Linked DNA regions of Anas platyrhynchos: region 2 is linked to region 1. Evidence: chromatin contacts called from public Hi-C data. All regions are on one chromosome and are shown on one strand. The core of a region is the stretch at or near the end of the contact, and the rest is flanking DNA. Distances in the headings are between cores, read along the strand shown.

Evidence for each region. A called contact is a pair of places that touch in the nucleus more often than the background predicts.
Region 2: a Hi-C map of subcutaneous adipose tissue shows a contact between it and region 1, with 1.9 times the contacts expected there. The contact joins two enhancer-like sites. A contact is called at or near these places in 3 of 8 Hi-C or Micro-C datasets (liver, skeletal muscle and subcutaneous adipose tissue).

The regions. Positions count from the first base shown.
Region 1 is chr2:11,276,415-11,281,204 of IASCAAS_PekinDuck_T2T, forward strand. All of the region lies in intron 4 of NSMCE2 (NSE2 (MMS21) homolog, SMC5-SMC6 complex SUMO ligase), which reads right to left. Among named protein-coding and RNA genes, the nearest start is that of TRIB1, 65 kb to the left of the region's middle. Within about 2 kb of position 2,202, at least 4 of the 8 cell types and tissues checked have an H3K27ac peak or open chromatin away from gene starts, as enhancers often do. A contact at or near this core is called in subcutaneous adipose tissue, where this site is marked.
Region 2 is chr2:11,336,091-11,340,469 of IASCAAS_PekinDuck_T2T, forward strand. The region is part of intron 2 of NSMCE2 (NSE2 (MMS21) homolog, SMC5-SMC6 complex SUMO ligase); the gene reads right to left. Among named protein-coding and RNA genes, the nearest start is that of WASHC5, 11 kb to the right of the region's middle. Within about 2 kb of position 2,986, at least 5 of the 8 cell types and tissues checked have an H3K27ac peak or open chromatin away from gene starts, as enhancers often do. A contact at or near this core is called in subcutaneous adipose tissue, where this site is marked.

The DNA.
Region 1 (4,790 bases), core at 952-3,451:
TATAAAATGTGTTCTGTTTGTTCTATCACTTGAAAATATTGAAGAAAATCAGATTGGATTCATAAGTGGAACAGAAAGTGATTTGAGAACTGAGAGTTTTCGTCTGTCACTTTAGGATGTAGATGTAACAAGATGCCAGTTTCAATTCAGTAGTGTGTTTCTTAGGCATTTTATGGAAAATAGTTAGCACTCGGTAATAAAGTTCACGTTTGGTGATAGACTACCTTGCTCCTGTGAGTTTAACCTGGAGCTCAGCGCATCATCTTCTGGTATGTCCTAAAGAGCAAGACTCCACGTCACTGCCCTGCCCTTCCTCTCCGTGCTGATAAGTGTGAAGGTGTACACAGAAGCACACGCACAGTGAGGGGAATGATTTGCTGCAGCTTAACAGAAACATCACTTACACGGCGTGTAAGGAGATGCCCAAGAGATATCATGCCTTAGGCAGCTCCAATCTTCCTGATGATCCTCAGAGCAGAAAAGCCTCCTACACAGAGCTGTCTTTTAAAAGGCACAGTCTTACTCTTAACATAAATTCTCATGTCTATATTCTGCATAACATGTCTGGAGGTGTGGCTGAGGTACAGCCTCAGTGGCTTTGAAGAGATTGCTAAAGAGCATCTACCATGAGTAACTACTGAAACCATTTTAATAGCAGTGATTTGGGGGTCACTGTCAAAGAGGTAACACAGAAAAACATCAGAACCATGTCCCACTTTACACTGTTTGCTATAACACAGTCATTTTTTTAATCTAGGAAAATTACACAGCATCACTTTTGGTATGACTGTTAGTCAGGAAAACCTATAGAAAAATGACTTGAGCCTTATTTTAGTTAAATTTACTGAACAATTTCAAGTCTCGAAGAGAAGAATTCTCTTCAGCGCAGTGATGTGTGTACCTTTATTCATAAATCTGTGTTAAAATATTATAGAACAGAGCACATCAGGACAATGCATAGGATGCTACTGTTAAGCTTAATAAATAATTCTTGCTTCTCTCTTCAGTCATCAAAACAAGACTTTTTATAGAGAAACCACTGCAATCAAATTTCTGAGGTTGGTTTTCTAACAGATTAGAAAGAGAAAACTCTTTAGTTTATAAAGATCCTGCAACAGCATGTATTATTAAACATAGGGATGAACACACCATCCAGTCTCTATTCTCATCATCTGAAGTTCAAGGAAGAGATAGATAACAAACTTCTTAACTGTGCCCAGATGTTTTGAACTTACTTTATTGGTATTTTAATTTGTTTTCTGGTAAATCCTTTAAACACAGGCAGATGGTTGCATGCTGATAGCATAACATTTCCCTTCAATGAATTTTTTGCTCTCCACAAGCCATGGTGATAATTTCAAAATGTAAAAAAGGAGCATGGAAAATATTAAAGCACGTTAAGGTTTTGTTATCTTTTGTTCTCAGAAGTGACTTTTAGTTAGAAATGACATTTAGTTGGAAACCGAGTTTTAGCATACTGATGAGTGATATTTGGCCCTGCCAGTGTATTTCAGGCTATCATCACATGGTTGCCTCAGCACGCTGCTTTTGGTTTCAGCCCTCTCTCATTACCCCTTCCCATCTGACCGAAATCAGGTGATCTTTCAGAGGCATTCCCACAGTCGGCCAGCGAGCTACTCGCTGTCGGATACCAAGTACCATATTTAGGGTGTGCCTTTGAAATACCCAGGCCAATAGGAACACAGTTGCCTCATTTTGTCTGCCCCGTAGAGCTGTCTGACTTCCCATCTGAAATCCTTTGCCAAGCAAAGAGAAAACGTTCTCAACTACAGGCTCCGTACTCCGATTCCACGCATGCCTCTGCTGAAAATGTAAATAATAATAAAAAAAAGAAAATGTTAAAATGTTTAAAATATACGCTATATAATCTGGATAAAGTGTAATTAACTTTTAACATCCATGCAATCACTTTGTTATTGCAGCTAAAAAATAATTCTCAGAACCCAGCTCTTCCAGAATCTCCAAGAAAAATACTCTTTGTTTCACCATTTTCTGATTCATTCGACTTTGGAAGCAAAATAAACACATTGCTGTGTTTAATATTGTTGCACAAGAGAATTCACAAGAATGAAATGTGTTCAAAGTTCCTAGAAAAAAAATGTAGCAACGCAGGCTGCCAACTTGTTCAATGTCAAGCTCTAGGCAGTATAGCAGGACGAGCAGTAAATGACTCACAGTGAGTCACGCTTTAGCTATTTTTGCTTTTAAAGTAATGCCAGGCGCTGTGTTAATATTCAACCCAGAGTAAATTTAGCAATGCAAGAAAACAAGTGTTTCCATGGTTGCTCCTTCACAATGTTTATGGTATATACACAGCCATTAGGCAGAGGAATTAAGCCAGATGAAGAATATGGAAATGTTCCTCTTTCATTTACAACCGAATTTTGCTACAGCGGGTTTCATGACTCACTCGGCTACCAGTTTTTCCAACTCGAACAAAAATGTAAAGCAATGGCTAGCACAGCACCAGCGGTACTGTTAGTGGTCAATAACCACCACTTTCCTCCAAATTACGGCTTGTGCTGTGCACACAGCTGACCTGGGAGCACACCGGCGTATCAGCAGCTGTGCAGTCAAAAGCAAATGCAAATGAAGCAGTTTCAAGGCAATTACGTCGCCGATATTGTTTTTTTTTTCCAGGGCAAAACAAGACTGATGAAGGCCTCCCCAGTGAAACTAAACACATCAATCACGGGCAACGTGTCCTGTGACACTGCGAGGAGAGGCGGGGAGGCAAGGCGAAGAGGAGCACTGTAGGGAGGAAGGTCGGGAGCCTTTGTGGCGTCATGCGAAAAGGGAAAGCAGCTGCAGAAAAACCAGGAAGGATGCTGATTCAGGCTGGGGAGCAGTTGGGTAAAATGAGGGAAGTGGTAAAGAGCACACGACGGAGCTGGAAAATATCTGTCCGTGACACAGCCGTGTCACAGATGTGACAAAAGCCACACAATTTCAGTGGAGCTGTCTGCACAGTGGTGTTTCCTTAGGTGAAGACATGCAGACCATGTAGACCATCTTATCCTTCTTGTGGGGGGGGAAAAACACAATGGATGCTACAGCAAAGGTTAGGTGAATACCTTTCTTTGCCCACACTAATAACAGAGCTGCCAAACGATTACATATGATTACTTGTTAAACTTTTTTGTTCACATTTTAATACGGTGATTTATTCATTAGTCTTAAATTGCAGTAATTACTATTTTTACTGCAGAGGCTGATAAAGCAATCAGGCAGCTTTTACATTTTTCCCCTCAAAGAAGTCTCTCTTCTGCTTTTCTGCGTAGTCTTCCGTGCTGCGATACGCAGGGCTTTATTTTTCCTGTGTTCCTATCTGATTGTAAACTAGCTACTTAGTTTATACTGGAAGTTTATAGATAGATCCTTACGAACCTGGAAAGCCTTCCTGGAAAGGCTTCTTTTGATTTCATCAAGTCTTGAGCTGACCCATAAACTCTCAGATAGGGAGTGCGAGAAAATACTGAAGTCTGGGCCAAATCCAAAGAACTGAATGAAGCAAACTACAGACAATGAAGTCCAAAATGATGAAAAATCCCGTTCAGTGGCTTCCTAACCCTGAAGGCATCTAAATCTGGTAAGTCCCTCCCAGGTTCTCCGGAGATCTGAAGCTCTGCCTTGCCCAGAGCTGCCCCAGCCGCAGTAAGGAGGAGCAGGGCTTTGTCTTGTGACCTTTTTGGCTCTCGAAATGAGGTGCAGCTCCATCCAAGTGGCAGAAGAGAAAGCGGCAATGGAGATGCAGAGAACCCACCTCCTTGTTCCTTGTTAACCACCGGAGTGCACAGTCACGCACCCTCTTGCTTGTGGTCTTGCCTGCCCCCTCACACTCCTGCCGCACACCGTGCAAGCTTTGCTTCAGCCAAAGGGCTGAAGAGTGCCCTCTGCAGACTAGCCGAAAGCCAAGGGGTTGCCTACAAGCACATGAGCAAGTCCATGATGTCAGACTTAAGGCCCGTCCCATCCAGCCGTCGGAGTCTGCTGATGAATAATAGCAAATCCCTACAGAAGGCACGAGGCCCGGGAAGCCTACAGCGATGTTTCTTGGTATCCTTGCCTCACCACCAGCAATCTGGGCAGAGGTATTTGGAGGATCCAAAGGAACCAAAAGTGTCATCTTCACATTTAACAGCCCGTGAGTGACTTGTCTTACGTGTGGATTTGTTTGCATTGCTGGGCACGTGCTGCAGACACGGCGCTCTCCTACCAAACAAGCACTCCCACCATTGCTCCACTTGCAGTTGCTGGGTGACTTCTCTCCCTCGTGAGGTATTTTTGGTGGCTGCCGGCACACCTGTTAAGTAACTTTGCCTTTAATCCTGCAATCGCTCACGGCAGGTCCGGTAACACAACAAACCTGCATCCATACTCGAGATGCTACGATGTGATAAACCCATCCTCACTTGTCAAGTCGGGTGGTGTGTCTCAGATGAGAGCTGGTAACAGCGGAAAGGTGACAGCTTAAACCACTCCTCCCTCAGTTGTGACAGCATCTGAACACTCCTAGCCCGTTTTAGAGTAAGTGTAAATGCTACCAAAGATGTTTGACTTCAATTTCATGCTAATGGTGACTGAGAGGCTGCGTACCACAGGTTACCCCAAGAGACCATACACACAATTACCACTTCAGCTCCCAGACATCAGTAATTGTTTGAGTGCCTGCAATTCCCCAAACCACAGATTAGAGCCATGGTCTGCTTCCCCTCCATCCACATAAAACGTGTGCTCAGTCTTACAGCTAAAGCTCTTAATTCTCTTCT
Region 2 (4,379 bases), core at 1,736-4,235, 60 kb after region 1:
CTTTAAAAATCTATGATCTGATAATGCTAACTCTCTTTCCCCACTGTTAACCTTAACCCTCCACCTATATTTTCGTGTTACTAAATACAAGGGCACGATGCTACAGCACCAACACCTCGAAATCCATTCGAGGAATGAGTTGCTGCAGTGCCGCAGCTGACCACAGCAGGTGAATGAGGAACTCCACGAGCTGCAGGCAAGCCTCTGCTGCCACCTAATGGGCTTCCTTTTCCTTCAAGGACTGCAAAAGCTGAGGAACAAAGACACTTGGATGCATTCAGCTGAGTACCCAAAATGAAAAGAGAGGCAACGGGACAAAAAGCATGTTGCCTAACATAGCTGCTTTCCCCTCACCGCACCGTGTTCTTTTTGCAGTCAGAATTCCAGCTAGGAAATAGCAACAAGCCCACCTCTTTGCTTCTTCCCACTAGGGAAGATTACAGACTACGGGCAGGGTGGTTTTTGGATAAATACAAAGGAGCTCAAATCTTTCATTACAAGTCACGGTTTCCAGATTTTGAAACGAGGCATGTTTCCAAATTGACATTTTTCAGACAGCTTCTTTGAAGAACCTTCAAAACCAAGCTGTATTCCAGCAATGGGCTCGCCAGTGCTGGCTATGAATGCCGTAAGAAGTTCTTCCACTGTAATCACTGAGGCACAAGTGTAAGTCAGAAAAAAAGAATCCAACCCTCTCTTCTCAAAATTGTGGTATTGATTGAAGAGTATAACATCCCAAATGGAATTTTTTGTCTTTGGAAAAGCATTTCACAAACACCAAAGCATCCTTTCTGCTTCAAAACAATGAAATTACTTGAAGAAATACTTTAATGGGTGATACCATTCACCTACCTACTTTAGGAAAACATATCTTCCTTACTGTTAATTGAAAGGTTACATACCTGAAAAACAATCCAAGAAGCACAATGTAATACAGGACACAAGCATAAGTTACTATAAAAACAAAAACAAACAAACAAAAAAAAATCCTGAAAGAATGAAGCTTCAGAGAAGGATCTGAAGGAAAGAAAAACAACACCATGTTCTTGAGAAAGGGAATCCAAAGCATTTTTATCTCAAATACCCTGGAAATACAAGTTTGCTTTAAACAAGAGGAAAAGAGCCTTCCCGAGAGAAAAGAAGTAATTCTGGTGCCCACACCGATTTTGTGCTTAGCACCAATTAGTACTGCTGACATTGGTGCAGCAACAAAGCAGAGCAGTTAACAAACAGCTTCTGGAAGATAAATGCCTGGGATCAGAACGAAACTCCCCCTGTGAACAGCTTTGTACAGTGGGGGAATTCTTGCAGCTTCCAGCAAAGCACCTGGTAGAGGCTCATGGTGAAGGGTTACTGAACTTAATGGATCACTGGTCTCACTTCGTTTTCTACCATACCTTCTCGCAATACCTAGGAAACTTTTTTGTATACCAAGTGTCCATGAAAAGCTATTAATCTCCAGGACAGACTTTGACAGTCTACACTTAACCAAGAAAAAATAAAAATCCCACAGCCCTTCCTTGGAATTTACTCCAACCTAAAGAAAAGTAAATTCTAAGAGACACACTCTTGGGCATTTCAAATCCAGGTAAAATCGTTCCCTCATGTCCATAAAAAGGTAATGGATTGCTCAGTTCTAACACTATCCCTTCACAGTACGTAAAATTGTTTGTTATTTCCTTCCCAGATCTATAGGCACATAGGGAGAAAACAAAATCTGGTTCCTCATGCACGGTCCCTACAGCACAGCCTCCAGTTTTGTCCATTACAAGGCCACTAATCCTGCAGGTAGGCAGCAGCCTGACCAAACCACAACTCAAACGCAGAGGAAGGTAGGATGTGCAAGAAAAAATCTTATCACAGCTTATCTTCCCTGGCCAAGGACAGCCAGGATAACAAGTCAAAGTTTAGTCCTGCTCATTTCCTCACGCAGCAGATCTTCATCCAACCTCTTTATCAAGCAGATTGCGAAGTGTCATTCCAGCTGATAGACTGTAGCCTGTTCTCAGGACAAGTACCTTATGCTCTGATTATTTTTATGAAGTGCAGTGATCTCTAACATCATGGAAACTAACAGAGAATGACAATTTTATGAGCACAGGTATCAGCAGGAGCATTTCTGGATCTCAGAACAACGACATCGTGGTCACTTCACACCCAAGACCTTCTCCAAGGTTAAGATTCCTGTTATGGCACTGCAGGATGCCTGCATTTGCAATTTCATTGCAAAATAAACTAGGGAAAAAAAAAAAAAAAAAAAAAAAGGACAAAGGAAACAAATGAACCAAACCATTATACAGTGAAACACAAGGAGGGATTCCATCCTCATGCTGGTGTTTGCACCATTCCAGCCAGGAGAGCTTTAGGTCAGTGACAGAGGAACTTCCACAGAAAGGATCCCTGCTCTCAGCGATGAATGAACTTCTGGGCTTCAGGTCTTTTTGTTCGTTATAGGTTACCACAACGTCTTCAGCAAGCCACTGCATGTAAAAATAGTGGATGTTCCGTAGAACCTCGTGAATCAACTGTCTATTAAAAGGCTGCCAACAATTTCTTAATACCAGGCTGACCTACACGTCTATATTCCCTATGCCAACAAGGGTCAGCAATGTTCAGAGTGATTCCCGTGTAACACCACTGTCAGAAAGCAGTGAGAGAAACCCAAGTGCTGTGGGCAGTCTCACAGAGCTAAACCCACGTTTAAAAGATCCGACATCACCGACTACTCCTTGGCTGGTATTCAGCAGGCATCACAACCCAAGAGGATCCCAAGGAATTTAGCGAATAGAAAGCAGTAAAGGGAAGGACGTCACTCGTGTGAGGTGCAGCACAGCACTGAAAAGTGCAGAGACAGCTCTAGGGCAAGGGGAATCAGACGAGTGGGATGAGCAGCCAGGGCTGAAGGAAGCTGCTCCGGCAGAGGGAACAGGTTATGCAATAGGAAACAAGAGCAGACAAGCAGGAAGAGCCAGAGCCGTAAAGGGCTCTTAATCTGGGGCACATGCCACAAAATTGTATCACTAATGCTCCGGAAGAGCCACAGGCCTGCCCTGTCCGGAGCAGTGCGCAGAGAAATCCTTCAGAGAGTGGAGAAAGAAAGCGGATGGGGTGTGGGCGAGGAGCTCTCACGTAGGGGAATTGCAACAGGAAGATTCCTGCTATGCTACACCAACGGCAAGCAGCCAAAGATACACTGATGGTGAGATTTTAGGGCAAGTTTTTGAGGAGAAAAAAAAAAAGCTCATTTTTTCCCCCCTAAGAAAGATTAGACCTCAGGTGGATGCCTGCTTCCCACCCACCTGTTCTGTACTCCATGGCCTCTGCATTTTAGTGGGCATGCAGCATGTAGCTGGGAGAAAGTCCCAGACGTCAGGGAAGCACCTTGCTGTCTATGTGAAAACCTGTTCAAATCATCAAGCAAAACACCACGTGCTAATGCTTTATAACAACTTTTAGACAATTTATTCTAAGAATTTCTTAGCATCTTGTCTCTAGCTAGCATCCTCTCCAGTCCCTCCAATTATTTCCCAATTTGCTTCAGCCATTCTTCCCAGTCCCACATGGCTTTGGCTCCAGACCAGAGACAAAAGCAATTACCCCTTTAAAGAGCAAAGTGCTGGGCTGGAGGCCAGGAGGTGACCATGAATTAGTCTTCTTTCCTCCAACATCTACAGCTGTGTCCTTCACAGCCCCAGATTCTTGAGAAAGTTCTGCATTTGAGCAGCCAGATGAAACCGCCGTCCTCAGCAAGCTGGCAGAATTCATATCCCAATCTGCCAAGCAGAGCTGGGAAGGGATGGCTGCTTTGTTATGGCATACGCATAGCATCAGCAGCACATCAGTCCATACATCTGGCAGGTTATAGCAACACAGAAAGAGGAAAAAGACTTATCCTTCAAGTGCTTTGCGTGGATATCCAGCAGTGCCTTCTAACTACAGCAAGATGCTGAGTTAGGTAAGCCGTGCAAATAGCTGCTCCTCGGTGTGCAGAGGTGTTAACAGGGGACTTAAAGATCAATACTAGGAAAGTCACAGCTGAGAGAAATTGCCAAACAAGTACTGACAGTGAATGCTTTTTCCAGTCACACTACAAAAGCTCAAGAAGACTGAGGCTGAATTTCAAAAGACAGAAATTACAGTAAAACTTGATGATTTTACTCGCACTTGTAACTCATTTCTAACAGTGTCACCTTCAAATTCCTGTATCTATTAGGACTCCAATCCAGCAAAGGATATGAGAATGCATTTAACCTTTAAAATACACAGATCACTCTTAAAGTTGGCGATCACTCCAGAACTTACATGTAAATGTATCCTTTCCTTCAGTGTTCCACTGCACTGGGCCACAGAACGCCCAAGAGTATTTTGAGCGCAGAGAG